Regions from separate parts of the Sus scrofa genome. Here region 2 is linked to region 1. A link is a contact called in public HiChIP or PLAC-seq data. All regions are on one chromosome and are shown on one strand. Each heading gives the region's core, a stretch centred on a gene start, on an enhancer-like site or on the middle of the called end of the contact. The rest is flanking DNA. Distances are from core to core; before and after follow the strand shown. Region 1 overlaps LOC106509966 (a long non-coding RNA gene). Region 2 overlaps MTSS1 (metastasis suppressor protein 1).

Region 1 (5,212 bases), core at 1,661-4,160:
TATACAGTAGAATACTAAGGAGCCTTAAAAAGGAAAGTAATTTTTTTTTTTTTTGTCTTTTGTCCTTTTTAGGGCCAAACCCAAGGCATATGGAGGTTCCTGGGCTAGGGGTCTAATTGGAGCTGTAGCCGCTGGCCTATGCCAGAGCCACAGCAACACCAGATCTGAGCCACGTCTTTGACAGCTCACGGCAATGCTGGATCCTTAACCCACTGAGCGAGGCCAGGGATGGAACTCCCAACCTCATAGTTCTTGGTTGGATTCGTTTCCACTGAGCCACGACGGGGACTCCGGAAAGTAATTTTAACACAAGCTACAACATAGATAGATCTTGAGGACATTATATTAAGTGAAATAAGCCAGTCACAAAAAGATAAATACCGTATTTTACCTTCATATGTAAGGTGCCTAAAATTGTCAATCATTTAGAGGCCCAAAGAATGATGGCAATCAGTGGCTGGTGGGGTAGCAAGGGAGGAGAATTGTTGAGTGGATATAGAATTTCGACTTTGCAAGATGAAAAGAGCTCTGTGGGTGGACGTGGTGATGGTAGCACAACATTCTGAAGGTACTTAATGCCATTGACCTGTACACTTAAAGATGGTTGAAATGGTGAATTTTACATTGTGCATACTTTATCATAATTCAAAAAAAAAAGGAAAAATAATAAGACCTGTTGTGCAGAGTTGTGAGAATTATAAAAGATGATGTCAGATATCCCGTTGTGGCTCAGTGGTTAACAAACCCGACTAGGAACCATGAGGTTTTGGGTTCGATCCCTGGCCTCGCTCAGTGGGTTAAGGATCCGGCATTGCCGTGAGCTGTGGTGTAGGTCGCAGATATGGCTCGGATCCCACGTTGCGATGGCTGTGGTGGAGGCTGGCAGTTACACCTCCAATTAGACCCCTAGCCTGGGAACCTCCATATGCTGAGGGAGCAGCCCTAAAAAGACACACACACACACAAAAAAAGATGGTGACCATCATTCAAGGGCTCACAGCTCTCAGGCCTGGCGCAGAGGAGGTACGTCATCAGTGGAGGCGATGCTTATTATTTAACTTAGTAACGGCTCTGTGTCTGCTGTGGGAATTGTCCCTGGTGAGACTCATGCCGCCACATGTATCAAGGGGAAAAAGTCGCTCTGTCTCATCTGCTTCCCCAAGCGCTTGTGAGGAACAAATGAGCTCCTGTGCGGGGCGGGGGGGAAAAGAGCTTCATAAAGTGCCAGGAAAAAAAAAAAAAAGTTGAGAAATGATTGATCGAGGTGTTAGGGGCGCATTTCTCAGCTGGGCTTCTTGTCTGCCTTCTCTGAGACCTTTGTTTCCCCGTCACATCACCCGGCCACCTTCCACGGGGAGGAAGGTCTTCAGAGACCGCGGGCCACCTCCCCGACTGGAACCCGCAGGCAGGAACTCTGTCCTGACATCCCCGCCCCCGGCCCTGCGCCTGCACCCAGAGGGAGCTCGGCTCTGTTTTTCTCACCTCGGCTGAGTTTGGGAAGCTTGAAGCAACCATTTGGAGAACGGGAGCCAGGAAACCCCCTTCTGAGGTCAGAGGCCAGAGGTTCAGACCTGCTTTATAAAGTGGGGTCCCCTCCTGGGTACCGTTTCACACAAGCGTCTGATGGTCCATCCTTGTGCCGACATGGGCTCCGGGGGCCAGGGGGGCAGCGCCCTGTGGGAAGGGAAGGGAAAGGAAGTCAAATTCAGGGAAAGCAGGCAGGGGAGTGTGTGGGGGGGAGTGGGTGGAGGAATGGGGCGGGGAGCGGCGGATGCTCCTGGACCTCCCAGGAAGAGGTGACTTCAGGACATGGCTGCTTGGTTGTTTTCAATGGTTTTCATTACTTGGTTTGAGTTCCTGTAGAGTAAGTGTTTCTCAAGCATATTTGGGGGATCTAATTCTGGAGTCCTTGAGCACAAAAGAATGCGATAAAATACCTGCTCCACAGAAATGGAGACGGCTGCCCAGGAGCTGCCTGGGCTGTCTGCATACACCCTTTGCAGACAGGCCCTGCGAGGGCAAGTGACTGGCCCAGGGAGTCACAGAAAGATGGCAGAACAGGGACAACAGCTCGGTTCCTGGCCAGCATGGATCCTACAACGCTTCCGCCCCGTGACTGAAAAGGCTGAGGTAAACCGAGGAACAAAGGCAGTTTCGCTGGGACAGGCAGGCAGTTTTCCTATTAAAAGACCAAGTGTGTTCACCTAAGAGCCTCTTCACCTTTCAGGAGTCGGAATGGCTCACATTTGAGCTGAATTTTCCCTCTGAATACCAGACCAGAAAATTCACTTGTTTGTCATTCTTCCTTTTGACTCATAATCATTCCTCAGCATGTCCTACAGAAGGGAGTGCTGGTAAGTCACAGAGAAGAGGAAGAAAATATGATGAGATAGCACGAGGGGCTTTCTCAGTCATCCAACACCAAGGAACACGCTTACTCAGACTGGCTCAATGATGAACAAGGGACTTTCTCCTCAAGAAGGGATAGAAAATGGCGCCCGCGGGGTTTCCCACTGACGGAGCACGACCTGCCCACGGGTTCCAAGTGTCTCCGTAGTAACCGGCCCCTGTTTCCTTGGGTAGGGTTGGTCCGGGGTGACTCATGCTAGATGGACACACCGAGGTGAGGCCTGGAGAAGTCAGCTGGGTTGTTCAAGAGCACACGGCACACCCGTCAAGTCAAACTCAAGCAGCACCACACAGAACTCAGGCTCCTTCCTGCTTTGAGAAGATTTCACAAGGCCGGAAAGCCAGCACCCTGGGGTCAAGGGAAGGGGAGGCAGCTCCAGGACACACCCGAGAGCAGTTTCTGGTCAGGCATTCCTGGCAACATGGGTTACCACAGCCTGCCCACGCCTTGCCCAGGGTGAAAGCTGATAGCGAGGCCTGTCAAATGCCAAGGCAGAGCAGTGCCTCCGGCCTGGTTTAGGGGCACTGAGAGGTCTCCCTTCTAAAAATAGCTCCCCCCACCCCACGCAGTAGAAGCCGAACTTATCACATGAAAGTCTCACTCCCTTAGTTTGAGGCATCACATTCTTAGCAGATCTGATTTAAAAATTAAATACCATTATGTGCAGAACAAACTGAGGTCTGACCATGTTATGATACCTCACTTGGCGTTTATTTATATCCCTGCACAAATCCAGAGAAGGATTTTCTTCCTGCACCTGAGGCATGTGGAAGTTCCCGGGCCAGGGATCAAATCCGAACCACAGCTGCAGCATACACACAGCTGAGGCAATGCCGGATCCTTAACCCACTGTGCCGCAGTAGGAACTCCCAGAGAAGGATTTAAGAGCATCACAAATTTACTTCTCAGATTAGCTGATGGAGGTAAACAGATCTCGTTCTGATGAATCCGAAGCAGCTAGAGAGAACTTTAGCTCTGCCTTGGATTTTTTTTGCTCGAAACACTCAAAAGGTCTCCCCAATGCACTTTAAGAAGAAACTTTGCCCCCCATCATTCACCATCTTGCTCCTAGGATCCCACCTCACTCAAATGCATAGAGTCGTTTCACGCCCCAGACTTCCTACAAGCTGCCCCTCTGCTGGGCGACCTTCTCCCACCCTGGCTCCCCTCTACCTTCAGATCTTAGCTTAAAATGCTGCCACTTATACCACCACTATGCCAGCTAAGTGCTGAAACAGGAAGCAGTTTGCCAACTTGTTGGACCTCAGCTGGGAAGGTGTGCATTGGTAGCACTTAAAATGCCACCACTGTGCCAGCTAAGTGCTCCCCCTTATCTCTCACTCTATTCTTTTCTTTCCCAGTGTTTCAGGGCTTCTTACAATTTGAATGTGTGTGTATACAGTCGTCCGTCCTCACTATTGCAAATTCTGTCTATAAAATTGGCCACTCCCTAAAATACATTTGTAACCCCCAGATCAATACTTGCAGTACTTTTGAGGTCATATGTGGGCATGTGCAGACAGCAAAAAATACGAATCACCCAACACACACCTTCCCAGCAAACTGCTTCTGGTTGCAGCTCTCAGGCTCTAAACGAGGGTCCTTTCTGCAATCAGTTTTGTGCCACATTTTTCACATTTGGGAGCTTTCAGTGGGTGGTTTCCCTGCTTAAAATCGTTCCCCCAGCAGAGTGCCGGGCTGCTGTCTAGTGTCCCTAAGCTCCAGAAGGCTGGGAGGTGCCTTATGGAGAAAAGACGTATGTGTATTAGATAAGAATCATTCAGGCATGAGTTGTATTGCTGTTGGCATGAGTTCAATGTCAATGACTCAACAGTCCTTATTAAATAAGTGTTTTTGAACAGAAGCACACATAGGGCAAGGTTTTATATACTGATGGGCTGATGAAAATGTTGTGAACAGAGGCTCACAGGAACCTAACCCTGTATCGCCCCTAGGAGCAGCGGTTCAATATTCACCAATTCGGTGCGTGGAGTGACTTTATAAAACATAACTATCATGAATAATAAGAATCAATCAATTTTATTCTTATGAGTTTCTTTAGGGCTGCTGTTGCAAATTCCACAAACTGGGTGGCTTAAAACAACAGAATTTTATTCTCTCATAGTTCTGGAGGCCAGAAGTCTAAAAACAAGGTGTCAGCAGGCCATGCTTCCTCCAAGGCTCTAGAGAAGACTCCTTCTTGCCTCTTCCTAGTTTCTTGGCTGCCAACAATCCTTGGCATCCCTTGGCTTGCAGCTGCATCTGAGTCCCGGTCATCACAGGGCCTTCCCTCATGTGTCTCTGTCTCTCCTCTCCTCTTGTAAGAACACCAGTCATACTGCATTGGGGGCTCACCCTAGTTCAGCATGACCTCCTCCTAACCAACTCCATCTGCAATGACTCTATTTCCAAATAAGATCACATTCTGAAGTTCTGGAAAGGACATCAATCTTTGGGAGAGGACACCACTCCACCCAGATATATGCTTATTTTATACATTACATATATATTTATATACATAACTCAAATATATAATCAGTATCAACATTGCATAAATCATTACTTTAATCAACATCTACCTCCCAAACTAGATTGCAACATAAGGAAGGACAAGGGCTTTCTATATTTTTTTTCTATTTATAATTAAAAAAGGTATATTTTGGAGTTCCCTGGTAGTATGGTGGGTCAAGGATCCAGCATTGCCACTGCTGTGGCACAGCCCCAATGCCTGACCCAGGGAACCTTCATGTGCCATGGGTGTGGCCACAAAAAGTGTATACTTCAATGTGTGTATACTTAAGA
Region 2 (5,212 bases), core at 1,680-4,179, 210 kb after region 1:
TTGCTTCTCGCCCTTTTCTGGAGCCCACACGGGGGCCGGGTGCTGCATGGAAGGAGGCAGGGGGTCCCACTGGGCTCACCTGGGGTCCCAAGTTCCCCGGGAGAGCTGTAGGGAGTAGGAGATGTAGGCTTCCTGCTAATCAGGGTCATAAATGCCAGCCCAGGGCTGGGTAAGCATCCTGCTGCTGGTTTGTGTCATTGGAGTTAGTATCCTGTGGCGGTGGTTTAATTGGAAGAGATAATTGGCGCTGAGTGAGAAGGCCAGGGCGGCTGGGCTGACGGAGCTCAGACGTGCTGGCTGATGGGCAGCACCCCTCCCCGCCTGCCAAGCTGGTACCTCTGCTCCTTTCATGACCTGCTCTCCACCTTGCCTTGCAGCTAGTATTCTCTCCATAGGGTGGTTCTCTATGGAGGAAATGGATGTTTCCTCCATTCCTTCTGAAGTGCAGCTTGTTCCCCGGGTCCCGTAGAAGAACAGACACCTCAAGCTGGCACCTTGGGTCTGTCACTTTCCTGCTCGACCTTCAGCAGTCCCTAGGGGACTCTGCTCCCATCCTACCCCCTCCATGACTTCCTCCTGACACCTTCCTATCTTCCTGGTCCCATGTCCCCTCTCCTCCTTGGCTGCATTTCTGTGTTACAGAGGAGGAGTCAAGAATGGGATTTGGGGATCTGACGGCTCCAGTTTGGATCCTTGCCTCAACGCATTCTCATCCTGTGACCTTGGATGGGTGACAACCTCTGTGAGCTTCAGTGTCCTCCTTAATCAGTAGAACTGCCTGCCTGTGGGCTTGTGGAGAAGGGGGGCACGTCGTGTGCCCAGTGCATGCAGTGGTGCTTAGAAGTGTTAGCTAATGCAGTGATTGGGCTCCAGTTTCTCCCTGATCGCCAGCCCTCATCCTTGGAGCACTCACTACAATTACTTCATGGGAGTTGCTGTTGTGGCTCAGCAGGTTAAGAATCTGACTAGTATTCATGAGGATGCAGATTCAATCCCTGGCCTTGCTCAGTGGGTTAAGGATCTGGTGTTGCCTTGAGCTGTGGTGTAGGTTGCAGACCTGGCTCGGATTTGGTCTTGCTGTGGCTGTGCCATAGGCCAGCAGCTGCAGCTCCTATTCGAGCCCTAGCCTGGGAACCTCCATATGCCTCTGTTGCTGCCCTAAAAAAAAAAAGGGAAGGAAAAAACAAGGAAGGCTCTCGGTTTTCAGACAGCTCAAAGGCACTATAAAAACACCATCAGAGGTGCAGGGGAGCAGAATAAGATGAGCACAGTCTTAGTTTCTCGTTGAGAATTGGGTTGGCTACCTCTTAAGGCCGTGGAAGCTTTTCTCTGCGTGAACTTTGACCTGGGCCCTGCAGCTGCTTCCAGGTAAACAGGAATATGGGTAGGTTGCTAGGAGTGGAGCAGTAGCCTGTGACAGGCTCACTTCTGACGCCTGTGTGCAGGCTGGGCAGGGGCTGGGAGCCCATGGCCGGCTTATCTGCTCCAGTGACCAAGAGATGCTTTGGGAGACCTTTCTTAGTGCCAGGGCCGTGTACACCAGCCCCTTCGATGGTCGCCATGGAGATGCCATCCCTGTTTCCTTTCTCAACTGTCTGCTGGAGCAGAGGCTGGGGCCACCCCCAGAGGAGGGAACGGGAAACCAGATATCCCAGACAGAACTTGGAGGACCCTCTGATCTGTCCTCACTAAGCTCGAGTCATTTCTAGCCAGCTTATCCTGTGATCAGGTAGATCTCATCACCTCTTTTCTGACGGCAGGCGGGGTGTCTCCCAGCAAACCCTGCCTTATGGAATAGAACCATACTAGCGGATTGCCACCCCCACCTATGAGCCCCTGCTCTGTGGCTGAGGTTGCTCACTTCTGCATTTCATGCTTCTCAAGATCCTTTTTTAAAAAATACATATTTTTCTTTTTAGGGCCACACCTGCGACATATGGAGGCTCCCAGGCTAGCCATCAAATTGGAGCCACAGCCACCAGCCTACCCCACAGCCACAGCAATGCCCGACCTGAGCTGCATCTACGACCTATGCTGGATTCTTAGCCCACTGAATGAGGCCAGGGATCGAACCCGCATCCTCATGGACATAAGTCACATTCTTAACCTGCTGAGCCACAACAGGAATGCCTCAGGATCCTTTTGACTGGGGCTACCTGGACCATGGGAACATTATCTAGCTCAAGCATCCTGGCAGCAAAAGGAGCTGAAAAGCTGTCCCTGGGCTGGACCAGCCCAGCACTGTGCATGAAAAATGTTTCTACGAAAAGAACCAATGAAACATGAGCATGGCTCTGTGTAGAGAAAAATTATTCTCCTGGAAGATCTACATACCCCAGCTTCCTCTCCCAGAGCCTTTCGGATGGGCTGTGGTCTCTCTTCTGTCTGGTCCTTTCACTCACCCTCATCCTCTTCATCCTTGTCAGCACAGTGTCATGCTGAAGACATGTGGCCCCGGAGTCTTGTTTAGGTTTCCCTTCACGTCCTCATCAGGCTCTGCGTAGTGCTCTGCACATAGCAGGTACTCGTTTTGTTTATGGAATATTGACTGCGAAGCCCACTGGGAAGTGCAGGCAGGCAACGGGGACATTGCCTGGATGCCATCCTGTCATCTGGATTTCTTGGATGGACACACTGCTGTGTGTGAGGATTTGCGCATGAAAAGGGATGTGTAGCCTTTCTGTTCTGCAGCAGCGCCTGGGAGTCTGTTCATCAAGAAATTGAAGAAAACTAGATGTGTTTAAAGAAGATAGTGTGGCTGCACTTGCAGCTGGAGCATTGAAGCACCTTTCACAATGGGTCTCAGAGCTGCATTGTTTGTGTGTGTGTGAGTGTGTGTGTGTGTTGGGGGTGGGGAGCTGTTCCTTAACTGGCCTTCTCTCTCAGAGCCAAGATCAGGCAGCCTTTGCGGATAGAATTGCCTCCCAAGCAGATGGTCTGTACCAGCTGAACTTGGCCGTGAAAGCCGCCTGTGTTGGGGAGCTGAAAGTCTGTGTCTAAAAGTGCTGGTCTGTCTCAAGTTTCAGGTTTTGTTAATATCCCTAAGTTCCCCACCACTTGCTCCTTTTGCTGAACTGGACTCGTGCCTATAAGAATGAGTTGGAGGCGTTTCTGTCATGGCTCAGTGGTTAACGAACCCAACTAGTATCCATGAGGATGCAGGTTTGATCCCTGGCCTCTCTCAGTGGGTTAAGAATATGGCGTTGCCATGAGCTGTGGTGTGGGTCGCTGACACTGCTCGGATCTGGCATTGCTGTGGCTCTGGCGTAGGCAGGTGGCTACAGCTCCAATTGGACCCCTAGCCTGGGAGCCTCCATGTGCCTCAGGTAAGGCCCTGAAAAAACAAAAACAAAAAAACAAAAATAAAAACAAACCAAAAAAAAATGAGTTGGAATGATTGTGATAGCTTCAGTACAAAGATTAGAAGGATTTTGCCTCTTGCCAAGAACCCCCTTGCCCTAATGGAGCTCTTTGCATTTTGGAGTGTATTCTCCAATGATTTAACTCATATGTTCCTTAACCAGAATCTTGAAAGGCCAGGAGAAAGTCCCACTTTGCAGATGAGCAAACTGAGGCTCAGAAGAACCTTTCCTTTTGCTAGTTAGGGTCAGGTAACTAGCGGGAGGCAGAGCCAGGACATGCATCAGATACTACCCAACAAAGAGGACAACCATTTGTGACTTCTCTTTCTGGCTCCCAAGCCCCAAGTCCTGTCCAGAAAACCATTTCCCTGAAAAGGGATGATTTGCATATTTGGATCTGAAATCCACACACCCAGGCCCGGACAGATTGGGGACCTCATGCTATTCCAGCTGCTGAGGTCTGTGGGCAGGGAAATGCAGCCACGTTGTTTATAGCATTTATCTATGAAACAAATAGAGTGAGCTGAATGTCAGGAAGTTTCCAGGTTTGCCAGACATCTGCCATTTGTCATGTGGAGGGTGACAGCTTTGTGTGGGGGCCTCCTTCATTCTCAGGCCCACACCTCCCTGCTCTGGGCAAATCCATCCCTTTGGGGTCAGCCTCCAGGCTTCTGCCATCTGCTGGTCGGTCTCCTTTCATCTGGACGGACATTTATTTCAGCGCCATCCACACACCTGGCACAGTCCAGGGGTATTTGGTCCAGCCAGTGGCACCCGAGACTCTGCCAAACCAAACGGCCACCTCTTGGTATCCGTGTCTGTTCATGGAGCTCCCAGATGAGGTTGCCTGGACCTCAGATGTCAGACACAGTTTCGGTTCCCAGTCCTGCCTCGCTCATCACTCTCGTGCTCTCCAGGTGGGCGGGTACTGGTCCCTGCTGTCCTCCCATACATACCCCTCCCCTCCTTTTCTCTCCCTCTGTCACATCACAACCCCTCCGCCCCCCTCCCCATGTCTAGACTGCATTTGGTCACCTCCTTTCTGAACTCTAGTCCATGCCTCTCACCAGCCCTCCTCCTCCCGCAAACCTGGGCAGAGAATCCTCCATCACAGCCCTGCCCTGCTCAGAAAGATGGTGCTCCCGTGCCATCTGAACACAGCCTTTGGAGCTCATGTGAGGCTCACGTTAAATAGTGTGGGCTTGCCCCTGTCCTTGGGAGCAGGGCTGTCTTGTTCTTCCTTTGTCCTTACAGGTAGGTCTTTGCAAACCCATGCGCCTTCTCCAATTTGGGCATGCGTGCTGACTAGCACAGGTAAATCTCTCCTTTGTTTTAAGCCAGTTTAACCAGCACGTATCAATTCACTTGGGGAAGCGATGGTTGACGGCTTTGATGAGCTGACAGGAAGAGAGGAGGGAATTTTCCTACCTTCTCAGGGAAGGGCTAGATGGCAGCGTGTTTTAGAAGGGGTTTCCGTATTTTCTTTTCCTTTATTTATTTATTTGTCTTTTTGCCTTTTTCTAGGGCTGCTCACGCGGCATATGGAGGTTCCCAGGCTAAGGGTCTAATCGGAGCTGTTGCTGCCTGCCCTCGCCAGAACCACAGCAACGCAGGATCCAAACCACATCTGCGACCTACAACACAGCTCGCACAACCCACTGAGGGAGGCCAGGGATCGAACCCGAAACCTCATGGTTCCTAGTCAGATTCGTTAACCACTGAGCCACGACAGGAACTCCGGTTTCCGCATTTTAGATGCTCTTCACTTTTTTTAAATTTATTTCCCTCTAAGCTGAATGCTTAAACTGCATGGTTGATATTATAAATTTCACTCTTTTTGGCTGATTTGT

Evidence for each region. HiChIP or PLAC-seq counts read pairs in DNA pulled down with a chosen protein or histone mark.
Region 2: a contact with region 1 is called in an H3K27ac HiChIP or PLAC-seq map of skeletal muscle. The contact joins two enhancer-like sites. A contact is called at or near these places in 2 of 2 datasets of contacts at active chromatin or transcription factors (alveolar macrophages and skeletal muscle).

The regions. Positions count from the first base shown.
Region 1 is chr4:14,817,216-14,822,427 of Sscrofa11.1, forward strand. It overlaps LOC106509966 (a long non-coding RNA gene), which reads right to left. Exons shown (of 3, transcript XR_001308019.2): 2 at 1,483-1,674. Among named protein-coding and RNA genes, the nearest start is that of ZNF572, 97 kb to the left of the region's middle. Within about 2 kb of position 2,911, at least 29 of the 83 cell types and tissues checked have an H3K27ac peak or open chromatin away from gene starts, as enhancers often do. A contact at or near this core is called in skeletal muscle, where this site is marked.
Region 2 is chr4:15,031,707-15,036,918 of Sscrofa11.1, forward strand. The region is part of intron 3 of MTSS1 (metastasis suppressor protein 1); the gene reads left to right. Among named protein-coding and RNA genes, the nearest start is that of NDUFB9, 79 kb to the right of the region's middle. Within about 2 kb of position 2,930, at least 9 of the 83 cell types and tissues checked have an H3K27ac peak or open chromatin away from gene starts, as enhancers often do. A contact at or near this core is called in skeletal muscle, where this site is marked.